Regions from separate parts of the Mus musculus genome. Here region 2 is linked to region 1. A link is a contact called in public HiChIP or PLAC-seq data. All regions are on one chromosome and are shown on one strand. The core of a region is the stretch at or near the end of the contact, and the rest is flanking DNA. Distances in the headings are between cores, read along the strand shown. Region 1 has its middle 29 kb from the start of Gm31015. Region 2 overlaps Plcl2 (phospholipase C-like 2).

Region 1 (6,257 bases), core at 1,091-3,590:
GTACACTTGAGTGAAATGAACATTAATATTCATATCAATATTATTCATAATAACCCAAAGATGGAGGTGTTACAAATGTCCATCAATTGGTAGATGATGTGGTCTATTCAGTACAATGTTATGAAGGCTTAAAAAATGTGCTAATATGCTAAAATGTGAAAGAACTTTGAAGATATTATGCTAGAAATTTTATAGAAAATAACAGAAGCCATGTGTTATATGACTTGCTGCATATGAAATGTGCAGAGTAAGTGCATATGACGGAAATACAAAGTAGACTGGTAAGTTGCTTAGGACTGACAGGAGTAAAGAGAAGGTCCCTTTTTAAGAGAATAAAAATGTTCTGTAATTGATCATGGTGGTGGGTGAATAAAACTATGTTTTCCCAGGCATTGGTTTGTATGTTGTAAAGGGATAGATTGTGTGGTATGGGAATCATATATAAAAACTACTACAAAAAGAAAGGAAGGAAAAGGAGAGAGAACAGACTGAGATGCAGGAGGAAGTGGAGGGAAAGCCACATCTGCAGAAAGTGCGGGCAATTTAAAAGAAATGATGGTAGCAAGGATAGATATGAGGGGGGTTCTTTCAAGGGAGGAGTCATATGTGTGTGTGGGGGGAGTCAGCTTTGTAGAGTGACACCTTTTCAAATGGAACCTTCAGGGGGAGGAACAATAGTGAGAACAGAGATCCTGCAGCAGGGTGGCTTTGGCGCTTGGTGAAGAGCAGCATTGAGGCCCAAGTGGCAGAAACAGCAGAGAAGGAGGCCCAGAGGGTCACAGTCAGCTCCTCTTGTGACACAGAGACCACCCCATAACTGAGCACTTCAGGTTTGCTGAGTGAAGTGCAAGGCTTAGAACAGAACCGAATCGACAGAACATGCTTGATTCTGTTTTATAAAGTACCCTGTGGCTGTCCCATGGATAGACTTGGAAGGGCAGAGTTCTAAGTGTCCAGGTCAGAGAAGCAATGTTTGCTTCTATGGTCAAATGAACTCAGACAAATGAGAAAGGACACTTGGTGGGATCCATTGTATTTGATGATTCGATGATGGTATTCGCTCAAGTGTGGGACAGGATTTGTCATAAAATGTTCTTAGAAAAGACTCCATTGTGTTGGTATATGCCTGTAGTTCCAGTGCTCAGCCTGCTGAGGTGGGAACTTTAATCTGGGCTACAAAGAAGAGGAGAGGAGAGGAGAGGAGAGGAGAGGAGAGGAGAGGAGAGGAGAGGAGAGGAGCGGGGACGGGGACGGGGACAGGGACAGGGGCGAGGACAAGGAAAGATAAGCAAAGAAAAGAAAAGAGGAAAAGAAAAGAAAACCAAGAAACAAAACTGTAAGATTTCATTGAAGAACGAAAACAGTTGAACATCAGATAAACAGTTACCACGGCCATATTGCTCTTGGGGTTCCTGTGGGCAGCAAAGGCAGAGGAGACTCCCAAATACTCACTTTCTTCTGCTTCTAGGTAACTTCCATACAGTTATTTATGGGTCTGTAACTTTGTTGTGTGGTGAGAAGTGAGGAAAGAAGGGGAGAGATGCCTAAGGTAGATGTACCTCCAGCTTTTGTGTTCTTAGGTGCAAAGCTACATGGTAGATTAGGATCTCCTGACCTATGGAAGATTAGAAGGTAAGCTGATCCATCTCAGCAGCCTTGAGTTAAACATTTTTTTGTGGCAGCAAATGTCCACTTTCCTTAGCAGGTCATATTTTCTGCACACTACACATCACAGCCCCAGCCCATTTGGATAAGGGTATCTGGAAATGAACTCGTCCTCTCAGTGGTGATTTTCCTTGTTACTGTTGACTTCCTGGAGAATGAGGTAGCTGGTATGTTCCCATTACAATAGTATCATATTTGAGCAGAGCAGACCAGTCCGTAGCGTCCAGGAAAAGCCAGTGTGGTTGGACTCAGCCTCTTGATATTAGTGGAGGCAACCATCAAATGGTAATAAACTGAGCTGGCCTTCTCCCACATTTCTCCCCATAAATGGAGGCAAAAACATGAAGTCTACATTCAGCTGGAGGGGTTGGCAGCTGTTTGGAGAAATGAGCCTTGGCTAAGCTCCCTTGTGATGTTCCTGGCTGGTTTTTTATTCTCTTTTTATCCTGACGAATCAACTACATTCTAGCTTCCTTGCTGGCCAGAAGCTGTTCTGTGGGATCTAGACATAAAATGAGGGGAGGGGGGATGATGAAGGCTGTGTTGTCTTTTCAGCACTCAGCCAGCAAATCTGATGTTCTCTCTATTATAGCTTGATTAATAGAATACTTCGAGAGCATCAATAAAAAGAGCTGGTGTTAGCAGGATGTTCATCCTGGCAGGGCACAGTGGGCCCCTGGGAGTGATACAAGAACTTCTTACTCATCTCTGCATCTTCTGCCTTAGTACTTCATAATACTTTGGAATAATATGTGTGTTAATATTTTGGCAAAACTATGTGTCAGAGCATCTCACTCCCTCAGTTCCTAAGGGACCAGGGATCACTGGAATTGACTGACCCAGGACCCCATGCTGGTTGACCCCATGAGTTTCCCAAAGGCTCAGGAGTCTTCCTTTCTCATCCCTGTAAGATGTTCTGAGCTGTAGACAGCTCCTGTGGACAGAGTACACTAAGGGTTCAGCTCCAGTCACAGTAAACTTTTTCTGAGGTCTAGAAGCTTGGAGGCTAGCACAGTTGTTTGCTGAGCAAGAGATCACAAGGGAAGAGAACACTTCCTCCCAAGGCCTGTAGACAGCAATCTGGTGTCTAAGCCTCACCAGCCCCAACCTGTACACTCTGGTTGTAGCTGCTGGTTCCCACTTTTCTCATTTTGGCTGGGGTTGGGGTTGGGGTTGGGGCTGCAGAGTTTTGGCAGGGGAGACTGTAAAGGAAGACTGGCTGTCCCTCCTCATAGCTGTTTGCCAAACTTCCCACCAGCTGTAGAGCATCTGACTTCTTCACGTGTATCCTCCCCTTCCATGAGGTCCTTGATGCAAGTTAACTTCCTTTGCTTAGATAAAATTGGTGAGGTATAGTGTGTGTCCCAGACCCAAACCTAGCAATTGCTCACACACTCCCTGGGCTCTGCCTGGGTCCTACTGTCTACAGAGAGATGAGCTCATATCTTGTGCCGTATCCACGATCCTGTTGTGACCTGATTCATGCAGTAAAATTTTTTTGTCCACTTTCTATTTGATACTGTGATTAAATTAGTTGGGACCACTGAGGCCTCTTCAGTATGGAACTATCCCCATAGGGAATCAAGAGAGGTGTCCCAAGCTGTTGATACAGGCATGGAATCCTAACACTCAGGGGGCAGGCAGAAGAATCAAGAGTTCCACATCACTCTCAGCTGTATATTGAATTTGAAACAAGAGACCCTTTCTTAATGAAAATAAGACAAAGCACGTGTTCCTCTGTGGTGGCCAGCTTCATGTGTTACTGTGAGTAAGGAAACAATCACAGATAATTCAATAACCTGCCCAGGTGTGGAAGAGGGGTGAGTTCCCTCAGTGATCTGGGTATCCCTGATCCAAAAGCACCATAGGCAGAGTTAAGGCTTTCCCTGAAGACAAAAGATCCTGCCTACAGCCTGCAGCTTGCAGTTCCTGCCCGTGGAGTCAAGTCTGTCCATCCAGGCTCCACCATCACACAGACAAATGTGGGCGGTAATTATTAGTGTCTGTCCTGCTGCTCCTGAAAACCCAAGTGAAGTGTCCTCTTCAGTGGCATCACCCACATCTGTGTTGATCACACTTTGTCAGCTGGTAGCTGAAGGTCTAGGTTGGTGGGCAACTTGGTGGCCCTCATTGGTCACCCTACATACTATGTTGACTGAGGAAGGGTCCATCATTCTAGGTAACTTTGGGGTGTCTGGGAATGGGTGGGAAATGGAGCTGGAGCCCAGGATGAGGAACTCAGATGACATGCATGCTGGCCCTGGTTGGGTAAGCCACTGGAGGGCCTGGAGTAGTACCATGGAAGTCAGGACTCTATCAACAAAGCAAAACCCAAGCTACCAAGTGTGGAATATGCCCAAATAACTGGCACCTCCCATCTAGATGCCAGGGGTACCTGGACTACACACCAGATATTATTTGAAGGAGAACAACTGTATGGGGTGGGGCCAGCAGACCATCTCCTAGTGTGTAAAAATGTAGGAATGGACTTTCTCCAAGTTTTCTTTTTCCCTCTGAATGTCGTCACTCTTAAGATTTTCTTTGACGCAGTTATCAGCTTCTAATAGTAGTTAGAAAGGTCTTCAAGATAAAGGCTGTTTGACCAAAGCTTCCAGTGGGCCATTCTGAGAATCTGTATTGTGCAAAGTCAGCCTTACAGGAGGCTCACCCCGTTTCCCTATAATTTTCCTACGCTATCTTCTGAGACACATTTGTGCAACTGGAAAATTCTGCCAAGTACTGTTTATCACACTTTCTCCGTTTGCTTTCCAAGTACCAGATTGTGAGAGAATACACCTTCCTTGCTGAGATAATAGTGGTTTTTCTCAGAACCTCTCAGAGAGGAGTGACCTGAGTCATGAGGTCAAAGTCATAGAACCTGCTAGGACTAGACTAGCAGAGGGAGTCGGGGGAGGCTTCTGCAATGGAAGAGCAAGGGACCCTCTAAGCTTGATGGAGGTTAATTTTAAGAATGAAAAGCAACCAAGAGTGCTAAGCCTGGCCTCATTCCTCTAATTTCAACACTTGGAAGGTGGAGACAGGAAGATCAAGGAGTTCAAGGCCAGTCTACCCTATATGAGACCCCATTCTAAAACTAACAGCATCAGCAGCAACAGTAACAACAACAACAAAAACAACACAAAAAATCCCCCAAACAAATAACATGTCCTGCAAAAAAAAAAAAAAAAAATAGAAAAAAGAAAGACAATCAAGAAACTCTAATGAATGTCTCCACACAGGGAGATGTTAATAAATAAACTCATTATTCCTGAAACAAAGGAAAGGCCACCACTGAAGTGCTTCAAATCTCCAGTGTGTCCAATGTGCTAGAGAGTGCCCGCCCGGCTTTGGAGGAAGACCCAGAGTCCCCATCCTGTGCCCTACTTGTCTTGCAGATTTCACAGGACTTACATCTACACAGGTGAGGTGATCAAGGACCAAACAGAAGCCTTACTAAATTCCCCAGTGGCTTTCAGTCTCTCAAGCCTCAAAGTATAACTACTTGCGTACCTTTTAATTTTAGAGACTATTATCTGAGCACCAGTCAGATTCCCCTGGAAGGAAGGAGCTGTGCTGGATGGAAACACACAGACACAGACACACACACACACACACACACACACACACACACAACTCCCTGGAGGCTCACCAAGTCCACAGTGTGGCTGGTTCTGTCCCTACATTCTTGTTCCAGTTGTCGGCAATGAAGGACGTGCCCAGCTGTCTCTGGTGAAAGGAGACTCGTACTGGAGAAGCCCCTGGGAGTGCTTGAGTTTTCGCCTCAACCTCTGAGTGTGTCCTGGGTAAGGACAAGACAGCTAAATCTCTCTGCTGCTTACACTCAGCTCAGCTTGTGGTTTTGTTCTCCTTTATGCTCTTTCCTTTCCTGGTGGCTTCTTTGAATTTTATCCAGAGTGTACGAGTGGACCCAGAGTCTCCTCCAACAGTAGACCACCCATAAACCCAAACTCCTGCTGATGATTATGGGTTTTGGGCCCCAGGACACAAGGAAATATCTTCCTATTTGGGATAACTCGGAGCACATAAAAGAACAAAATAACTCAGGCATAGGGTTTTGCCTCTAATGGGAAATATGGCAAGTGGTTAGTTTACATGAAGCAGAATCATGGGCTGGTGTCAATTTTGGTATGGAAAAGCTTGGCACCATAGTTTGGATTCGCTCTCCTATTTTCTTAAGGAAGCTCTAACAGTTGTTATCTGGCAAGCCAAGAGGACTTTACATGTTGAGAGTTTCAGCCTTCCACACGACTTCATCTTCAGTCCAGAGCTAAGTCGAGAGTACATGAGAACACCCGTCGCTCCTGGCTGCAGATGTCTCCTGCTGGCACGCCCTCCCTCTTCTCAGACTCGGGGTCTTTCCACTCTCAAGCTTCATCCCGATGCTCAAGCTTCTGCTGTGTTCGGCCAGACTTCCCGGATAGCTGGATCGAGTACTTTGTTCTTGTTCATGGCACCAAGCTTCTATTTATAATCAACCGAAGATCAGGAGCCAGAGGCTAGGACAGTTGTTTGGTCAGGCCCAACTGTTGGTTGCTGATTGGTAACCGGCAAGGTGTGGCAGCTGCCACCTG
Region 2 (6,257 bases), core at 2,414-4,913, 120 kb after region 1:
TTTTCCCTTGATATTAATTCAGTTTTATTCACTTGGTATAAAGCTCTATTCTTAACATTCAATATTATGCAAACTTGAAATTTCTCCTTGTCAATACTTTAGGGATTTTAGTATGGATTGATTTTATTATGATTCAATTCTATATATTTAATTTTTAAATTATTACTTTTTATTAGATATTTTCCTTATTTACATTTCAAATGTTATCCCTTTTCATGGTTTCCCCTCCAAAAAACACTCTCCCCCTATTTTCTCCCCCCTCCCCGGGCTCACCAACCCACCCACTCCTGCTTCCTGGCTCTGGCATTCCTCTACACTGGGACATTGAGCCTTTTCCCCCCATTGATATCCAACTAGGCTATCCTCTGCTGCACATGCACCTGGAGCCATGAGTCCCACCATGTGTGCTCTTTGGTTGGTGGTTTAGTCCCTGGAAGCTCTGAGGGTACCGGTTGGTTCATATTGTTGTTCCTCCTATGGGGCTTCAAACCCCTTCAGCTCCTTGGGTCCTTTCTCTACCTCCTCCATTGGGGACCCGATAATCAGTCCAATGGATGGCTGTGAGCATCCACTTCTGTATTTGTCAGGCACTGTTAGAGCCTCTCAGGAGAGAGCTATATCGGGCTCCTGTCAGCAAGCACTTGTTGGCATCCACAACAGTGTCTGGGTTTGGTGATTGTATATGGGATGGATCCCCAGGTGAGTCTGTCTCTGGATTGTCATTTCTTCAGTCTCTACTCCAAACTTTGTCTCTGTAGCTCCTCCCATGGGAGTTTTGTTCCCCCCTTCTAAGATGGATTGAAGTATCCACACTATGGTCTTCCTTCTTCTTGAGTTTCATGTGGTTTGTGAATTGTATCTTGGGTATTCCAAGCTTCTGGGCTTCTGGGCTAATATCCACTTATCAGTGAGTGCATATCATGTGTGTTCTTTTGTGATTGGGTTACCTCACTCAAGATGATATCCTCCAGATCCATCCATTTGCCTACGGATTTCATAAATTCATTGTTTTCAATAGCTGAGTAGTACTCCATTGTGTAAATGTACCATATTTTCTGTATCCATTCTTCAGTTCTTTCCAGCTTATGGCTACTATAAATAAGGCTGCTATGAACATAGTGGAGCATGAGTCCTTATTACATGTTGGAGCATCTTCTTGGTATATGCCCAGGAGTGGTATAGATAGGTCCTCAGGAAGTACTATGTCCAATTTTCTGAGGAACCTCCAGACTGATTTCCAGAGTGGTTGTACCAGCTTTGCAATCCCACCACTAATGGAATAGATTTCCTCTTTCTCCACATCCTCGCCAGCATCTGCTGTCACCTGAGTTCTTGATCTTAGCCATTGTGATTGGTATGAGGTGGAATCTCAGGGTTGTTTTGATTTGCATTTCCCTGAAAATTTTGACTCTTTTGTTTGTTTTTTGAGACAGTGTATCACAATGTATATAGCCTTGGCTTGTCTGGCCTCGAACTCACAGTGTTGTCTCTGTCTCAGCTTGGTTGAAGGGTGTGGGCCACCATGCAAAGCCTCTGGCTGAATTTTATATGGTCTTACAAAGCAGGTATTTGTTTTCAGAACAAGAATAGGCTCCTAGAACTCAACATCACTAATTACTTTGGTACATTAAAAATTAATTAGTAATAAATAAATATAATTTTTTAAAAAAGGTTAAATTAGTAAATTGAGATCTGGAGATAGGTTAAGAGGAGACTCAAAGGTCTTCTCTTCTCTTCTCTTCTCTTCTCTTCTCTTCTCTTCTCTTCTCTTCTCTTCTCTTCTCTTCTCTTTTCTCTTGCTTTTGAGACAGGGTTTTTCTGCATAGTCCTGGCTTTTCTGAAATTTATTCTAGACCAGGTTGATTTTGAACTCAGAACTCTGCCTCCTGAGTGCTGGGATTAAAAGCATGCTCAGCTGAGAGGGCTCTTTCTAAAAAGACTGGTCTCTATAGATTCCAAGCCAAAGACAGGAATCATAGGGCAAATCAGTTATAATTATTACACTTAGCTTTTCTGTGTTGGTGTGTATATCAAAGAACAATAAAAGTCTTTCTTAAAATGCCTGCCTGCCCTTCAGACAATGCTGATCATGAGATTCTCTGGTTGTGACATTTTGCAAACATTTAGCTTATTCAAATGAAGCACCCCACCTGTCATAGAAATTTGGAAGATCAAAACCTCTATTTGACTATGTACTGTAATCGCTGTGGGTTGCATACTTAGACTAGAAATTGGGGTATACTTCTTCACATGTGGTTTAATTTCCTCCTCATTATTGCTTAGTTTTAAAGATGTTTCCTCTTTGTTAACACTGACAGTATAGATAAAGCGAGTCTGAAGAGCCATGCTCCAGCTTCAGTCTCCCCAGTGAGTGTTATGTGGAGATTTAATTTTGGGTGACAAGTGACAGTTTTACACTGTACCTTTTGATAACATGATAGAAATATTATGTAAGTTTGAAAGATAATGGTTTATGCATGCTCTGTTGTTCCATGTTAAAATGTACTTGTCTTGCATAATATTTAGCACCACTTTTCAGTCCAAATTGTGTTAATTCATTGTTAACTGTATTTTTACTCATTGCTTAAGTGGTGAATTATAGAAAGTCTTTTGCCAAAACAGAGAACCTTGCTTACACTGGACAATTAATCATGTGTAGATCTGTTTTTTAAAAGCTTTAATGGCTTTATAACACTTTTGGATAATTGGGTAGGATAAATGTTTCTGTCCTTTAATGGATTTTAAAAGGCCATAAAATAATACGTGGAATTTAGAACTATAGTCAGTTTCATTTCAGTGATCACTGCCTACAGAAGAAAGAGGAGGCATTCCAAAAACAAACAAACAAACAAACAAACAAACAAACAACTCCTGCCACCCCAAACCCACCAAGCCTTGGAAAGAAATACATGGAGCCTAGCCCCCCCCCCCCCATTTGCTGTTCAGTCTTAAATTTCATCTAGAGTGGGACTGGGCATCTACAGAGACCGACCTGCAATGTGGAAGCCACTGCCTTGAGAAAAAGCAATTCCCCGTGAAAGACTGTGCAGTGCTTTTGTTTGTTTTTAGTTTCATTGGCCCTTGTTGGAATACATTTCTACATAAAACCAAGAATGTATGTGTGTGTGTCTGTGTGTGTGTGTGTGTGTGTGTAGGAATGGGTTTGAGTGGGCAGTGAAGAATCCGAGAGACTTTCCAAGCAGCTGGTTCTGTGTACCTGAAGCTCTGCAGCTGACCCTTTGGCCAGGGTGGGGAGGGTAACATTGGAAAGTGTGGAGGGAGAAGGGGAAGAGGGGAAAAGGTGTGATCATATTTTAATTTCAAAAAATATTTTAAAAATATTCTAGATATTTTAAAGATTCTGATTTTTAGAGCGATTTTTTAAAAATGACTATGGGACTCTTAAAGTTAGACTTTTTTTTATACTTGTTTCAATTTTCTTTTTTTTTTAAAGATTTATTTATTTATTACATGTAAGTACACTGTAGCTGTCTTCAGAAGAGAGCGTCAGATCTCGTTACAGATGGTTGTGAGCCACCATGTGGTTGCTGGGATTTGAACTCTGGACCTTCGGAAGAGCAGTCGGGTGCTCTTACCCACTGAGCCATCTCACCAGCCCAAAGTTAGACTTTTTTTTTTTTTATATTGTGTTCTACACTGTGCATTTCTCATTTTCTCTTTTTCAGTGCAATTCATTAACATCCTGTGTTTTACAATGTGCATTTCACACTATGTTCTACAATGTGCCGGCCTTAAAGTTAGACTTTTTAATGTGACATTTACATTAGGTATTAATTGGGAATAAATAAGAAAGGAAAGGTTATAGTTTATAGTTGTGTGATTGAGTATTTTAAAGTTACACTTTTTTAGTGTTGCCATATTAACATTAAGTATTATATCAATGGAAGTAGCAAAGAGAATAAACAAGAAAGGAAAGGTTAAGGCTTAGTAGTTGTGTGGTTATAGGTCAAGTCGTCAAGAGATCAGTTGTGTTGTTAGGGGCTTTGTTGTGGTGGTTGTTGTTAATTAGGAACAAGTTAGTCATCTTTGAAGCGTGAACCTCAATCGAAAAAAAATCCCTCTGTCAACAGCAGTTTTCAACCTATGGGTTACAACTTTTTGGGGAATTCAAATGAACCTTTCACGGGGCTAGCCTAATAGCATCCAAAACCACAGATATTTGCATGAATTGTAATTCATTACATCAGCAAAACTACAGTAATGAAGTGGAAAGAAAATACTTTTATGGTTGGGGTGGGGGTCACCACAACATGAAGAAGTGTGCTAAAGGTTGCAGCATGTGGAAAGTTGAGTCACTGTTCTATCACATTGGCCTGGAGGCAAGCCTGTGGGGATATTTTCTTGATTAATAATTGATGTTGGAGGGCTCAGACCACTGTGGGCAGTGCCACCTGAACTGGTGATCTTAGATTGTATCAGAAAGCAGAGTGAGCAAGCCATGGGGAGCAAGCCAGTAAGCAGCACTTTCCAGGATCTCAGTTTCAGTTCCTGCCTCCGGGTTTCTGGTTTGTCTGCCTGCCCTTCCTGTTTTGATGATGGACTATGTTTTGTTGATGATGAATTATAAAGTAAAAATAAACTCTTTCCTCCCCAAGTTGCCATACACACACACACACACACACACACACACACACACACACACACACTCAGAGCAGCTCTTGTCTCCCCATCTCTTGTTTTACTTTCCATCACAATACTTTTATCACCCTGCATGCCACACGTGTATCGGTATTGTTTGTGTGAGTGTGTGCTTTCAACTAGTTGTGAATTTTGTTTCCTTCTTTTCTTCCACTTTCAATGAATCCCTCTGTTAACTAAGTTAATGAGTGCAAATGTTTGCCACAAAACTGTATGTTACTTCAGTAATTGGCAAGATTTTAATTATTTTCTCCTTGGCTTTCCTCAGAAAGTTTTTTTTACTCTTTCCTCTTAAGAAATTCAAATCAAAACTTAGTTGCTGACTATGAATAGTTTTCTAGTTATAAAAATCTCTTTCCTGGTCTGGATTGATGGCGCAGAGGTGAAGAGCATTCCTTGATGTTTCAGAGGACCTTAGTTTGAATTCCATCACTCACATAGTGGTTCACAACCATTGGCAACTTTAGTTTCAGGGGATCTGATACTCACTTCTGACCTTCATGGGTACCAAGCGTTTATGTGGTATGCATACATATAGGATACATATAGGATAAACATGCACATGTAAAATGTAATAAATAATTCTAATGAAAATTTTTAAGTAAGGATTCAATTGTTAAAAATTGTTGGGAGAAAATTAATTTGGAGGTTAATCGGCTTATATGATATCAATAGTAGAATTCTTCTTATCACTCTCACAAAATGACTCATGAGTCATTGAGGAGTAGTTGATGGTGGTGAACAAAGAAAACAGTGATGTTTTGCTAGATTAAGGCCTGAATGTGTATAAAATTTTTCACATTATTTCTTTTTTTTATTTATTTTATTTTTTATTTGATATTTTTCTTTATTTACATTTCAAATGTTATACCCTTTCCTGGATTCCCCTCTGAAAAACCTCTACCCCCTCCACCCCCCTGCTCACCAACTCACCCACTCCCACTTCCTGGCCCTGGCATTCCTCTACACTGAGGCATAGAGCCTTTACAGGACCAAGGGCCTCTCCCTGCATTGATGTCTGACTAGGCCATTCTCTGCTACATATGCGGCTGGAGCCATGAGTCCCACCATGTGTGCTCTTTGGTTGGTGGTTTAGTCCCTGGGAGCTCTGGGGGTACTGGTTGGTTCATATTGTTGTTCCTCCTATGGGGCTTCAAACCCCTTCAGTTCCTTGGGTCCTTTCTCTAGCTCCTCCATTGGGGACCCTGTGCTCAGTCCAATGGTTGGCTGTGAGCATCCACTTCTGTATTTGTCAGGCACTCGTAAAGCCTCTCAGGAGACAGCTATAACAGGCTTCTGTCAGTAAGCACTTGTTGGCATCCACAACAGTGTCTGGTGACTGACAGTCTGTAGTTTTTTTTCTCCTTGAACTTGATGATGTATTAGTTGCCTTCATAGATTTTCTGATGTAAAATCAGTTATAATGTAAAATAAACTGTGCTATGTTTGATACTTTGATTGGCCAGCATTTCATTTCAACCTCTTTGAATATTAGTTCACACGTGCAGGTGATTGATGGTTTTCTTTTGTTATTTCATCATTTTTTGTCTTATATATCAGGGTTATGATAAACCATGGATACCAGACAGTCTCTCTTC

The links. HiChIP or PLAC-seq counts read pairs in DNA pulled down with a chosen protein or histone mark.
Region 2: a BATF HiChIP or PLAC-seq map of CD8 T cells shows a contact between it and region 1, with 9 read pairs. The contact joins two enhancer-like sites. A contact is called at or near these places in 1 of 15 datasets of contacts at CTCF or cohesin (CD8 T cells), 4 of 484 Hi-C or Micro-C datasets (B cells, CD8 T cells, effector CD8 T cells and 1 more) and 2 of 115 datasets of contacts at active chromatin or transcription factors (CD8 T cells and bone marrow-derived macrophages).

Annotation. Positions count from the first base shown.
Region 1 is chr17:50,449,756-50,456,012 of GRCm38.p6, forward strand. No RefSeq gene overlaps it. Among named protein-coding and RNA genes, the nearest start is that of Gm31015, 29 kb to the left of the region's middle. Within about 2 kb of position 2,341, at least 15 of the 459 cell types and tissues checked have an H3K27ac peak or open chromatin away from gene starts, as enhancers often do. A contact at or near this core is called in CD8 T cells, where this site is marked.
Region 2 is chr17:50,566,733-50,572,989 of GRCm38.p6, forward strand. All of the region lies in intron 1 of Plcl2 (phospholipase C-like 2), which reads left to right. Among named protein-coding and RNA genes, the nearest start is that of Plcl2, 60 kb to the left of the region's middle. Within about 2 kb of position 3,664, at least 44 of the 459 cell types and tissues checked have an H3K27ac peak or open chromatin away from gene starts, as enhancers often do. A contact at or near this core is called in CD8 T cells, where this site is marked.